Linked DNA regions of Acanthopagrus latus: region 2 is linked to region 1. The links are chromatin contacts, called in public Hi-C maps. All regions are on one chromosome and are shown on one strand. The core of a region is the stretch at or near the end of the contact, and the rest is flanking DNA. Distances in the headings are between cores, read along the strand shown. Region 1 holds the start of pcnx4 (pecanex-like protein 4). Region 2 holds the start of slc38a6 (probable sodium-coupled neutral amino acid transporter 6).

The links. A called contact is a pair of places that touch in the nucleus more often than the background predicts.
Region 2: a contact with region 1 is called in a Hi-C map of liver, with 2.4 times the contacts expected there. The contact joins the promoter of slc38a6 here to the promoter of pcnx4 in region 1. A contact is called at or near these places in 3 of 4 Hi-C or Micro-C datasets (liver and muscle).

The regions. Positions count from the first base shown.
Region 1 is chr16:12,901,243-12,907,984 of fAcaLat1.1, forward strand. It overlaps pcnx4 (pecanex-like protein 4), which reads left to right and starts at 4,744. Exons shown (of 11, transcript XM_037072644.1): 1 at 4,744-4,886; 2 at 5,780-6,554; 3 at 6,641-6,742. The coding sequence starts at 5,857. It overlaps lrrc9 (leucine-rich repeat-containing protein 9), which reads left to right. Exons shown (of 33, transcript XM_037072641.1): 33 at 69-384. The coding sequence ends at 102.
Region 2 is chr16:13,033,938-13,039,948 of fAcaLat1.1, forward strand. It overlaps slc38a6 (probable sodium-coupled neutral amino acid transporter 6), which reads left to right and starts at 2,045. Exons shown (of 16, transcript XM_037071117.1): 1 at 2,045-2,183; 2 at 4,155-4,285; 3 at 4,393-4,466. The coding sequence starts at 2,091. It overlaps trmt5 (tRNA (guanine(37)-N1)-methyltransferase), which reads right to left and starts at 1,925. Exons shown (of 5, transcript XM_037071116.1): 1 at 1,751-1,925; 2 at 1,013-1,605; 3 at 1-44. The coding sequence starts at 1,791.

The sequences.
Region 1 (6,742 bases), core at 3,494-5,993:
CTTTTTTCTTTGTTTTCCTACAGTAAAAGATAATATTCTCCATCTGTTTTATCCTTGTTATATTCCAGATTTCCAAATGGTGGCAAACCTCCACCCATGTAGCAGCCAGAAGAGGTGAAGCATGCACTGATACTTGTCAGCGATCAAACCATAGGTGAACGTATAGGACAGCACCGACAGTGGTTTGGTCTTAGATCAAATTGTTTAAGGACATAACTTGATGAAGGGGTTCTCTGTCTCTTTGTAAGTGTGCCTTAATGTACATAAGCATTGCCTACATTTGTACATTCAATGAGGAAAAAGTCAGAACACAGGATAATTCAAGTGCCTCTGCTTTTATTATCTGGTGATGAATAAAGAAATAAAACATCAAACATCAAAATATCACCTTTGCAGCTTTTTGAAAATAGTTTAAACTAAAATATGATCAGGGTTAATGAAAATCAGGCTAGTTGAAGGTTTATTGCAGTGCATCCCTTTCAAATGCATGTATAATGACTGTGACCCTATTTTCCACCCACATATGTGGATCACTAACTGTGGTAATCTGAGGATGAGAGGTTTTGGTGTCATTGCTACTGCTATCCCATCCTTGGCCCCAAACAAGTGAAAAAACACCCACAGATGTAAGGGCGTGTGAGGGTGGCACGCTGCATCCATTGGGTCAAACGCATCCCCAACAAGTGGATAATCCAGCTTTAGCACACCTCTCTGTGGACAATAATCTGCAGTCGCTCAGATAAAGATGTAATCTTGAACAGGGTCCAAATGGATTTTCGGAGATTGTCATTTTCATCATGTTAGCCTCTTTTCGATAAAGCCCACCGCAGTTTCGGCTAATAGGCAAATCTCGTGTGTGTGTGTGTTGTAACTAGATATTTATGATGTTAGTTCTGCTGAACATGAGATCATAATCCTGCTGGTCTTCCTGTCAGTTTAGTGTTGTAATCTAGTAGTCCTGTAATTAACAAAAACACCAGTCTGAGCCTTAAATGTGGAGGATACAGCCTATAATATGCAACTAAAATCTTTTCATTCTGGGACTGATAATTGTGATGAAAGCCTCCATTAAACGGGATGTTTATTCCCATCCATCAACATTGGCATACGTGTGATAAAATCAGGGAAAGAAATCAATTGTTCTCTGCAGCAACTTTTCATAATGTAAAATGTTTTGTATTGACTTGAGATTCTGACTTTTTCCTAACATGTACTCTTTCCCTCCTCAACTCCACCAATTTGAATCAGTGATGTTAATGTGACCACTAGGTGTCCTTAGAGATCCATTAGCTCCCCCTTGCTGCTAATCAGTCCTCAATGAATATACCACCTGCCCTGTAGGTAGTAATTTATCAGCTGAATGTGGCTATGTGTGTGTATGATTCAGTGTTGTGTGGCCTTTGCCGTACATGCGAAGCAGCAGCCAGCTCTAGGCAGAAAAAGTGAAAAGCTCTCCCAAAACAAGCTCCTCTAATGCATGTACTTAACTTCACTTAATTTGTGTTAATTCCCAGCATTAAGCGGGGCTAATGACTGTGCAAGTGAGTGCACTGTCATTACCTTTCTCTGCCCGACATCAAATGGCATCTGATGGACTCACATTAAAAAAAAAAAAACTCTAATGCACAGATTTGGGGGCTCAGTGAGAGCTCTCTAATGCATTAGGTATTGCAAATTATAATTACACATTTTATATTTGTGTACAGCATGTGCAGTATGGATATGTTAGATGTACAACTGTTTTTAGTGCAGTTGTATATCTGTGTGTGGCGTTAGCTTATGTTTCTTTTTTTTGCATATCTGTCAGTATTTTTAATATTAAAATGACATTACCATAAAGATTGTGAATAATTCATCAGTTCTGAGTGAACCCAGATGCACTGCTCTCACCGTCTCCCTCCCTGCCTCTCTTTGCTCCTCCATGTGAGTAGACCACATGGTTCATAGCTGGTTTAATGGGATGGAATGTGACAGGTTATGTTTTCATCTGCCTGATATGGAGCCCGGCTCGGGCGGGAGGGAACGAGAGGGTGGAGGAGGGCCGGAGAGGTTGGTGGAGAGGGGCGAAGTGAGCGAGTTGGTCTCCACAGTTGTAGTCTGGATTCATGATTAGACATGTTTGAGCTTGTTGTGAATCAGTTATAGATGATGCTCTCTCCCCCATCCCCACCAACACACACACACAGACACACACATAGAAAAACACATGCTCTGTATGGGGCCATTACTGCTGGTCCACTAACCCCCTACATTTGCTGTGTCTGTGCATTCAGAGCAGCATTAGTCCAAGACTCTGTGAATAATTGCTGAATGGACCATGGTTTTGCTGCTATCTACTCTGGTTCTAGCATTGGTAGATGTTGTGGGTGAAGCTAGAGGGCTGAGAACACTGATTGACGTTTGATGAAGAAGATAACGCTGCATCTTGTGTGATGCTTATCGAAGCTTTACGTGCAGTGTGTGTAATGGTCAAACCACATTATACTCCATATGCATTACACACTTACTAGCTTGTATTAACTTTAGAGTGTTTTGGGAGAGGTTACAATTACACCAACATTAGCACTTGACTTGGAATTGCTGTTGTAAAAATGGAAATGTTCTCTCCACATTCAGCAGCTGATGGCAAACAAGTGCAGGTCATCATCAAAATATAAATTATTTTGTTTTTAAAAGGTGCATATTATGTCCCATGTTCATCTTTCATCCCCCTCAAATACAATCTCTTTTCAAAAACAATCTCGCCATATTGCCTCTCTTGAAATCTGTCATTGAGTTATTGTTGTCGCTTGTCATTTTCCTGTAATTTGTTTCCTCTGAGGCTTCCTAGAATAAAGAACAAAATGAGAAAGTGAATGGGGGAAAACACAGATAAAAGAATGTAGTGAGAGTGACAATTAGGAGGAAAAGGAAAATGCTTTTATTTTGTGTAAACATTTTGGATGAGACGTCTCGCAGGAGCATTAAATCTTAACTGCTATTCATTTCTGGACTTGTGTGTGATTTATAACATTATTGAACTTGTGTGTTATTTATCACATTATTTCAGTCACACAAAGCAGGCTATGTGGTTAACAGGGCAAAAACAAGGTAACAATAACCCAACAATAGGCAAATACCCAATTTTCTTGTAAATTTAACCGGAATCAATTTTCAGAGCGCCTTCAGTTGGTCTGCCTTTTGTTGATGTTGTAGCCAATTTGGTAACAGCCATTTTCATTTCACGGTATTTGCATTTGTTTGTCTCCTTTAACATCTCTTAAGTCTTAACTCAAATTGCTATTCTTCATCAGGCAACTATAACAAAAATGGAGCAATGATTGTAAATAAGTGGTGCCATGGGAGAATTACAAGGTGCAATACATGTTGTCGCGGCGGATGGGCTTTTTTTTTGTTGTGATGGTTTATTGTGTCCTACACAGTGCACAAATTGCTTTTTCAAGATGACACGGAAACACAACCTCCTGCCTGCCCTTATCCCCTCTACCTCAAGAATAACAACAACAATTTAATCCGCTTGGCTCTGGATTATTCTCTTTCTTTGTGTTGATATTGTGGCCTTTTTAGTTGATCACTTCATGAACCTCCCTTTTGCCCTCCTCCTCTCTAAGCAATTCAGCCTTTTGGAGAGGCAGACACTTGACCACAATCACTTTCATTATATTGAAATAATAGAATACTTGTAGGATTTGCTCTTTTCCCATAAAGAACACGTTGACAGGGATTTAGAATGTAATATTAATATTTCTAATCCTGTGTCAGTTTTTGGGGTCAACTAAGCGCTTTAGATTCAGGATTTAAAGATAGGGGCAAGAAAGAGGTTGAAATATTATTCAGGATCAGGAAGATAAACAACCCATTGGGATGTGTCACTTGACGTAATTATAATTGCAAAGAGGGATGGTCTTTTCATTGTTCTGTGGAAACAATACAGAAAAAAACTGACAACCGCAGTCTAATGTGTCCTGAAATAGATACTCAATGGCTTTTTAATACATTTTATTGTTAAGAATGCCAGAAGTTCTTTAAAGTAGTGAATCATTTGGAGGACCACCATCGTATTTCTGGGCCACTAGTGTGTATGATATGTGTAATTACCACTCATCAAATGCGGACAAAAGCTAAAAGAAATATGATTTTCTCTTCAAAATATTCAGTTCTAATCCAACTCCAAAATACAGTGTGTGATCGCTTAACTCCTCCTGCTCCCAGTTGGCATACAACCCGTGACAGGAAACACAACAGATGTGCACCTCTGCCTGCCATTCACAGCTGATGTGTCCCAGGTTTGGTGTGCAGGTAAAACACAGTGTGTCTATACTGCAGCATTACTGATACACACATAGAACAATGTGTGTCAGGCAGCTGCTGTTGAACACATATGGAAGTGTCATTACCATACTATATCTATGCCTATGTATAAGTAAACCTGTGTTTGTGTAAAATGCTTCCATAATTCATTTTATTTTATTATTTATTTATATGTTTTTGTGTCTGTTCAACTTATACCTGAGCCCAGTTAACTCCCTAAAAATCTGACAAAATTTCGCCGTCTTGTCTTTATCCTTAAGTGACAACACACATGGATTTGTAATAAGGTTTGTGTGTGTGTGCGTGTGTGTATGTAGTTGTCGAAGGGGCGCGCTTGTGTGATGTAAGGGGCGGGGTTTATATATTTCAACCTATCAGGAACCTCGCTCTCTTCTTGTCTCGACTCCTATTGGGTACAATCTGTCTGTGTATCATGCCGATGTTGCTTGGCTCTCAAGCGGTTAGCTCGCAGCTAATGTTATTGCTGGCGATTTCCGCCCTTTTCCTCGTAATACTGCCTATATCGTCAAATATTGCACACAGCTTATCCGCGGTAGGCTGTTCTGCTGTTAAAGGTAAGTTTGTCTCACACATGTTGACTCCGCAGGTTGCCAACCTGCTGTTATTAACCTGTTAGTTATAGTAAGCTAACGGATAATCAAGCTGAAAAGACTGCTAGCTAACAATAATACAGCTAGCTATGGTAAAGAGTCTCAGAGAGGCTCAGAAAACAGTTTACTTATCGTGAATTACCTGGTTTGGTACTTAAGGTATGAGTCGATGTGTCCGGTTACGAGCCTGGACAGGTTAGCTCATGTTAGCGCATCCACAAGCTACTGCTTCTGTGGTGTGTTCTTATGGCACCTCAGCAGCTGTTGCTCATGTGGCTCATTTTGTGTCAAACCTAATATACAGACGTATATTCGTGGTTTATTTGTTATTTTAAACTTTAAAAATCAGCGTGTTGTATGATGTGCTAACGATAATTTAATCCGCGTATATCAAGACAGTTAACTCACCTGATTGATGGAGAGATTAGGAGGAACCATCGGTGTAAGGCTTCAAAAACATGCCTGTCTTGGTGTAGTTACAGAGGTTTTGGAAATACAATTTATTTTATTTAGAGATGAAATAAAATGAACATTGAAATCCTATGTGATTATACATAAAATGTTATCAGTGCATATTCAGTTGATTGCAGAGGGCCCAGTATTGAATGTATTGCCCGATAGCTGTAAGAAATGACATTTTCTTTTTGGAAGAAGTTCTCATTAATTCCAATGCTATCCATGTACAGGCAGGAAATACCTGACAATATATTGCAGGATGTAATCAGTGATTTAACTCAAACTTGTATAATGTTACTCACAAGAGGTACAGTCTAGTGCTGCTGTTGTATGACAGTGACGATGTGGTATTGGTGCATCTCTAGTTTGCTTGATAATAATCAATAATTCCTCCATTGCAGGTAGATTCATTGTGTGTGACACAATGAATGGACACTCTCCTTCAGCTGTGTGGAGATGACCTGCCACCCCTTCGGGAATGGTCAGAATGGGGCCAGATGTGCCCCTTCTTAATGAGTACAAGCAGGAGTTCTTCTGGAAGCGCTTCCCCCAGACCATTTTGGGGGGTCCACGCTTCAAGTTGGGCTACTGTGCCCCACCATATGTTTACGTCAATCAGGCCATCTTGTTCTTGACACCATGGCTTTTTGGGGGCATTGGTACTCTTCTCTGCCAGCTGCAGCTTCTTCAGGAGCTCCACGCCACAGTGCTCTCTGGTATGCTTATGTTCGGGGGTGCAGCGGGTGTCCAGGCCCTGGCGTTGTACGCTGCTCGGAGGAGTGGCGAGGTGGAGAGACTCGGTGCACCCAACATACTGGTCGATGAAGAGGAAGTGGAATTCACCCACTGTGTCAGCCCGGAGACGGTCCGATTTATTGCCCCTGGGAAGAGGTTTGGGCTCAATGTGGTGCTGCATACAGTCCTAGCCGGGGTACTCTGTGGCTTTGGGACATGGTATGTGTTCCTTGGCAGACTGACGGCTCTCTACGGCAGCATTGGCATATCCCTGGTGGTCTATGTTCTGAGTTGGGTGACACTGTGTATAGCTGAGTATTCTCTTATAGTAAATACAGCCACAGAGACGGCCACTTTCCAGGCACAGGACACTTATGAAATCACCCCCCTCACCCGGCCCCTCTACATTTTTATTTTCATTGCTGTGGACTTGGCTGATAGGTGAGCAACAGTTTAGAAGTCCTCTTTTTTGCTATTTCACAAAGCTTCTTGCTACAATAAATATCAATTTTCTTGCTCTGATTTAGGTTTACAGGCCCAGTCCCTGAGCTTCAACTGGCCAGCCAGGTTCTTCATGTGCTGTTCCTCTTCCTACCTCTGCTGTGGGCGCTCGGTATCCTGCCTCCCCT
Region 2 (6,011 bases), core at 795-3,294, 130 kb after region 1:
GACCACACAGGTAACACCAGGGTTTTTGTCCATGATGACTTGACCTATGATGGAAGCAGTCACAAAATCTGTATTAAATATGACTTCCTCAATCTGAAGTCCTTTCTAGGTTAAACCATGATCCAGAAAATGTTCACCTTTGTAAGAATTAAGAATAAAAAAAAATACTTTGACTGCAGTGTAACATCTGTGTTTATACAAAAAGTCATAATAAAAATAATGTAATAAAGCTGCAGCTTGTACATTATTCTGTAATTTATGTGAAAATGGTCATCAAGAGTCTAAACCCAGACTGGGAGGCACTGATCAAATGTATTTCACCCTTGATTCAATCACATGAGAGTAGGTCACAATTTAGATGATTTGGCTATTTGTTAAAGAAGACCTGGGACACTGTAACGCTTCAACACCGGAGTTGCACTTTACCATTGTTTCCCTTATGTAATTATCTGCCCATTATTTGGGGTAAATAACTTCCCAGATCTAATTTCCCAGAGCTCATAACAATGTCCTCAAATTACTTATTTTTAGCCGACCAATATTTAAAAACTCAAAGACTCTTCTTTATCTCTTCATAGATAACAAAGAGCCAGCAAATATAAGGACAATCAATTATCATAATTAATTGTCTTTCAATTGACTAACCAATTAATCAACTAATCACTGCAGCTATTCAACACAACCAAATTAACCTCATGGCTTTTAATCAAAAGATAAAAACCTTGCACATCAAAGTAACATTGTGGCACAGTTGTGTGAAAACTCTCTGCAGCTTTGAAGGTTACGAGATGAAACTCAACATGTTAAACATTAACCACAAGATGTATTTTTCAAAGACACAACTTTGAAAGCTTTGCAGTCGCTTATAGCAACCACATCTGAATCAGATTTATATATGGACAGGTGAAGAATTAAAAAAAACAAAAAAAACAACTCAGATTGATGGAGAAACACAACAATTCTGTGTGTGACTTTGTACTGCAATCCTTCTGTTGCATTATCTGCCTCTCACCTATGAGGCTCTTGTATGGGAGCTGGTGGTCCCTCAGGTTCATGTGTGCGATGTGTCCCACTCGGCTGAAGGACGAGGTCACGTCCTGACCCTGAGGGAGCACAGCCTCCAGCACCTCCTCGGTCTTCAGGTTGTGGTAGGTGAGCTGCAGCTCGTAGTGCTGCAGCTCCTCGGGGACACTGAATGACCTCAGAGCCTCGGCTTCGGCCTCACTGAAGGAGGCTGCTGAGGACACTTTGTGGGGGTCCAACAGCACCAAACGGAAGTCACTGCTCTCCTCTTTGTCTTGTACCACCCGGGGGATCCCTGGGCACTGAATGGCCGACTTTTTCAGGCTCTTGACCACCTTGTTCAAGACCCCAGTGGGTACCCGTAGAGCTGGTACTGTAATGGTCTGTGTGAAGGCTTCTTTGTCCAGAGAGGTCATACCCCGAACCTCTGGAGGTGGTCGGTACAGTTTAGGCTCCATTATGAACTTCACAGCAGAGCCAGAACAGGCTGAGACTGGCAGTGTGGCGGCAGAGCAGAGCCTCCGGTACACAGCGACAGCTTTTCCTTGTGTTTGTAGAGGCGGAAAGACCCTGGAGAGGAGCCTGAAACAACAAACCGCAGCTGTTATGAAGCCCAGATGTCAAAAACACTTCGCAACTGGCAAATGAGCAAAAACGGGTCATTTTGAGGCTAAATTGATTGTTATTTTAGCGACTATTTTAGAGAGAAATCACATTCAGAGCTCACCTCAACATCCTTCGGTCGCCTGCACGCTTGATCCACGTCATCGGTAGGCGACCCGAGCCGACTGGTGATTGGTCAGCCGAGCAGAGATTCGATCTCCGATTGGGTAGTCTCCCTTCTAACGTCTTAAACGCGACCGGAAATAAAGTCACATGACCTGGGTGACCAACAACAACAATCGGCAGCTGATAAGTTGATCAGAGGAGAGTTTAAAAGTGATTGTGGAGAAGATGGTATCATAACTCTGCAGCTGTGCGTCGTGACGAGATCCGGAGCGGAAAGTCTGAAGCGGTGCAAGTTTATTTAATTTAGTTTGTGTCCTGAATTTTCCGAGAGAAGAAAAATGAGCGTCAATGGACATGCAAACCGAGATTTGTATAGTGAATGCGGAACCGGGGACACCGAGGGAAACGAAAATACACCTTTATTAGGAAATGTAAGTAGTTGATAATTGCAGAATGTCTTCCACAGCGAAGAAACACCGCTTCAGTCTAAATATGTGCGCTTCAGCAGTTGGTAATGACAGACATCACGTGCTTGTCCTGAGAAAATGTTGAGTTTCCTCTCTACTTCTGCCTCTGTCAGCACTTACAGAGAAACTCCACTCTAAAAAAAAGGAAATAATTGTATATAAAACAATTTTCTCCACAGAGGTGTCTGTATTTATATCTGTTTCTTGTGCAAATCAAACTTAAATCCACTGATTGTTAGATATCCAGTTTGTTCTTCATAATTATTACCACTCAGCCCTTAAAAAAGCTGTTATGTAATATGCTCTGTGGCTCTGTAGACAGCTTTACACTCAACGTCCCTTGGTTGTATGTTATCTGAACTTACTTTTTTATAGGTATTTTTTTCTATTTTGCCTTTACTGTGCAAGTATGTTCCATCTGGATCAAGATCTGTAATAACAACATATACAACATGATATACAAATATCCACAATGATACAGGAGAACACATTGGTCTCTCAAGAAAAACAACAGCATGCCTCCTTCACTGCATTCCTGGCAGGGAGGCATGTTTTTTTTCATCTTCATCAATTCTGATTCTGGTTTTAGATTTCATACCTTTTTATAGTGATTTATTCTCTTAGCTCAAAGAGTTTGAGTTTAAAGGGTTTTATTTGATCTATCCATCTATAAGTCTATCTATAAGTCATTGAAAATATCTTTACATTCCAGTAAAGTCCTTATAGGCACATAGGTCAGTTGATCTACTATTCATTATCTGCAGAGTAGCGTCACCATTTGACTGTGAGAGATGCACACTTGAAGTCGGTCTCAATTATGCTGAACAAACAAGTAAATAATGTGGATAAAAAGTCAATATAACGCATTTTGTAAGTATACGAAAAACATGTGCACATTTTGGCTGGATTTTGTCTTTAAGTGTTTTAACATTAACAAATGCAGAAGAAGGAAAATGCAGATCCAAGTAGTAATCTGACATCTGATAGAGTAATGGGGTGCCATTTACACCAGGTCATGATTAGATTTATCAATCAGTGTCATTAATTTATTGTTTCCTGTGGCCAGAACTCAAAGGAAGTGGTGACATTAGCATAGACTGAGCACATAAAGACCCATTGCCATGTAAAGACAATTAATGAATCCACACATGTCTGTCAACATGTTATTTAAAATTAATCCTATCACTAAACTGGATCAAACACAAGCCGTAAAAATCAGAAAAGGAACCAGGTGAGATAAGCAGTAATGCATGCTGGGATATGCATCACTGTGACTCTGAACAGGGATATACTAGTAATAAATACATCTGTATGGGTATCATTTTGCCAGTGCATATTTACGTAGTCAGTTAAATTTAGTTTAGTTAATCTAGTTAAATTCTCTGTATTTTAAATTCAGTTTCATTTTGATCGCTGCATTATGATTTTACATCACAGCTGGTCCTTATTTACATCTGGTGTTATAGTTTACTTCCTGTCTTTTTCAGTACTGTAACCCAGGGTGAATCAGATTCAGCGGGCCCGCAGGTCAATCTGAGCTTGTTGTGACACTGACACCAGAGTTGCCACTCGTTCTCTCCAGGATATCCCCTATTAGAGAGGTCAAGCAGTTTGGGCAGCTCCCCTTATCCTGAGCTCAGGCAGCTGTCCCACAGCCAGCAGCTCAAATCCCACCCAATACATTCCCATTCCCATTGCCTGATCCTACATGCCACTGCAGTGTTGTCTTATGACATCCATCATCAGGGCCGGCCAGTTGTTCTTCATACTGTCAGGAGCAATTTTCTTAAAGCTCTTACAAAAATAATCAGACTTCTTCTGCTCCCTTGTCCTCACACACACACACACACATTGTTTACATCTTTATCAAAATGTTATCTCTGCTGTGTGTGTGTGTGTGTGTGTGTGTGTGTGTGTATTTGTGTGTGTGCGCAGGGATCAATACAGAGCAGGGCTAGAGGAGCCTCCTTCGTCTCCTCTGTGTTTAACCTGATGAATGCAATCATGGGCAGCGGTATACTGGGTCTAGCTTACGCTATGGCTAGTACTGGAATAATTGGTTTTTGGTAAGAATGATCTCACAACATCTTCTACTACAGACCTGTTTGATAAATCAGACAAAAAAACAACTACATGTACACTAACTTCTACTCTGTTTACCTTTCCTCTTCAGCCTCCTGTTGACAATAGTGTCCAGCCTGGCAGCGTACTCCATACATCTCCTCCTGAAGCTATGTGACCAAACAGGTGAGAGATTAACAATGGGTCTGCAGTCTAACTATAGATAAGCACATCCGTGTGAGTTTATCCATCCAGATTTTTGTACCCACACCCACAACTGCCCCCCCAACTTAACTTGATGATTAGGTCATTGTTCAGGGATGCGAGCTGATATGTTATCTAAAAGCTACTTTGTCTCCGTGTTTTTTTTCTTCTTTATTTACTTCCTAGTAGTGATTGAATCAGGTGATGTTTAAATAGTATTAGAAAGGGGGTCAGATAAGATTAAAAAAAGAGATTATAGTGCATTGTTATCTATCAATTAGCACCCTGATAAAACTGGACATTTCCTGAGTTTGGGGACATCCGATCCAGATTTTTGATTATCTTTGAAAGGGAACTCGTATATTTGTCTTAAGGAGTACGAGTGCTTATGTGTATGAAGTCTTTTAAAGTCGAATACATTTTCCCCAAATGATGTGACTTGAGTCAGCATGGCTTTGGGCTGATGGCTACAAGCTTGGAAAACAAAAAAAAAAAAAAAAGAAAAGTTGGTAAGAAGTGAGTTTAGTGGACATCCATAGCCTGTTTCTCATCTTCGGTTGAGGCTAACAGCATGAGGTTAAAATAGCTGAGCGTAACACACCCACATCTCTGACCAAGCTGTCTGCAGTTGAGTTGCATTGTGGGTAATTTAGGTGTCAGGTTTTTACAAGAAAGAAGAGTGCATGTAATAAAAAGAAAAAAAAAAATGGGTTCTGCTGCTTGAATTTTGGTCCACCTTGAATCCAGAAATGTTATAGGCGTGCACTGCTAAACCAACTCTTTAAGAAGCTGGTGTGTTGTAAACGTAACTAATTACATTTACTCATGTACAGTATTTAAGCACTACTGTGAGGTAGCTGTGCATTACTTGAGTATCTCCATTTGATGCTACTTTGTACTTCTACAATATTACTAACAAACAAATTATGATTTAATATGATAAATACAACTAATACTTTATTGATCTATGCAGGTAAATGCAAGTCAGGTCAATTTTATTTGAATTTATATAGCCAAAATCACAATTGCATTGCCTTCCTGGGCTTTCTGTATAGTGAACAACACCTTCTGTCCTTAGACGCCTTGAGTTGTGTGAGAAAAAACTCCCCAGATAAAAAACTCTTGTAGCAGGGGAAACATGTAAGACACCTCTGGAAGAGCCACAGGGGAGGGGTCCCTCTCCTAGGATGGACAGACATGCTGCAGATATCGCATGTAGGCAAAATAAACTATACAGACCAGTTGATAAATAAAAATCTAGTCAGACAAATAAACTATACACAGCCGAGTGTTGAGAATGGGTTCAGGAGCTTTACAGCCTGAGGAAGGAACCTGCTCTATAGTCTGGTTGTGTGACTGAAAGAATAATTATGGTAATTATAATCCAACAAGATTAGAGAATTGACATGATTATTTCACTTTTTCATACTTCAGTAAGGGCGGCTGTAGCTCAGCGGGTAGAGCAGGTCGACTAGTGATCGAAAGGTTGCTAGTTCAAATCCCGGCTCCGGGCAAGGCTGAGCTGCA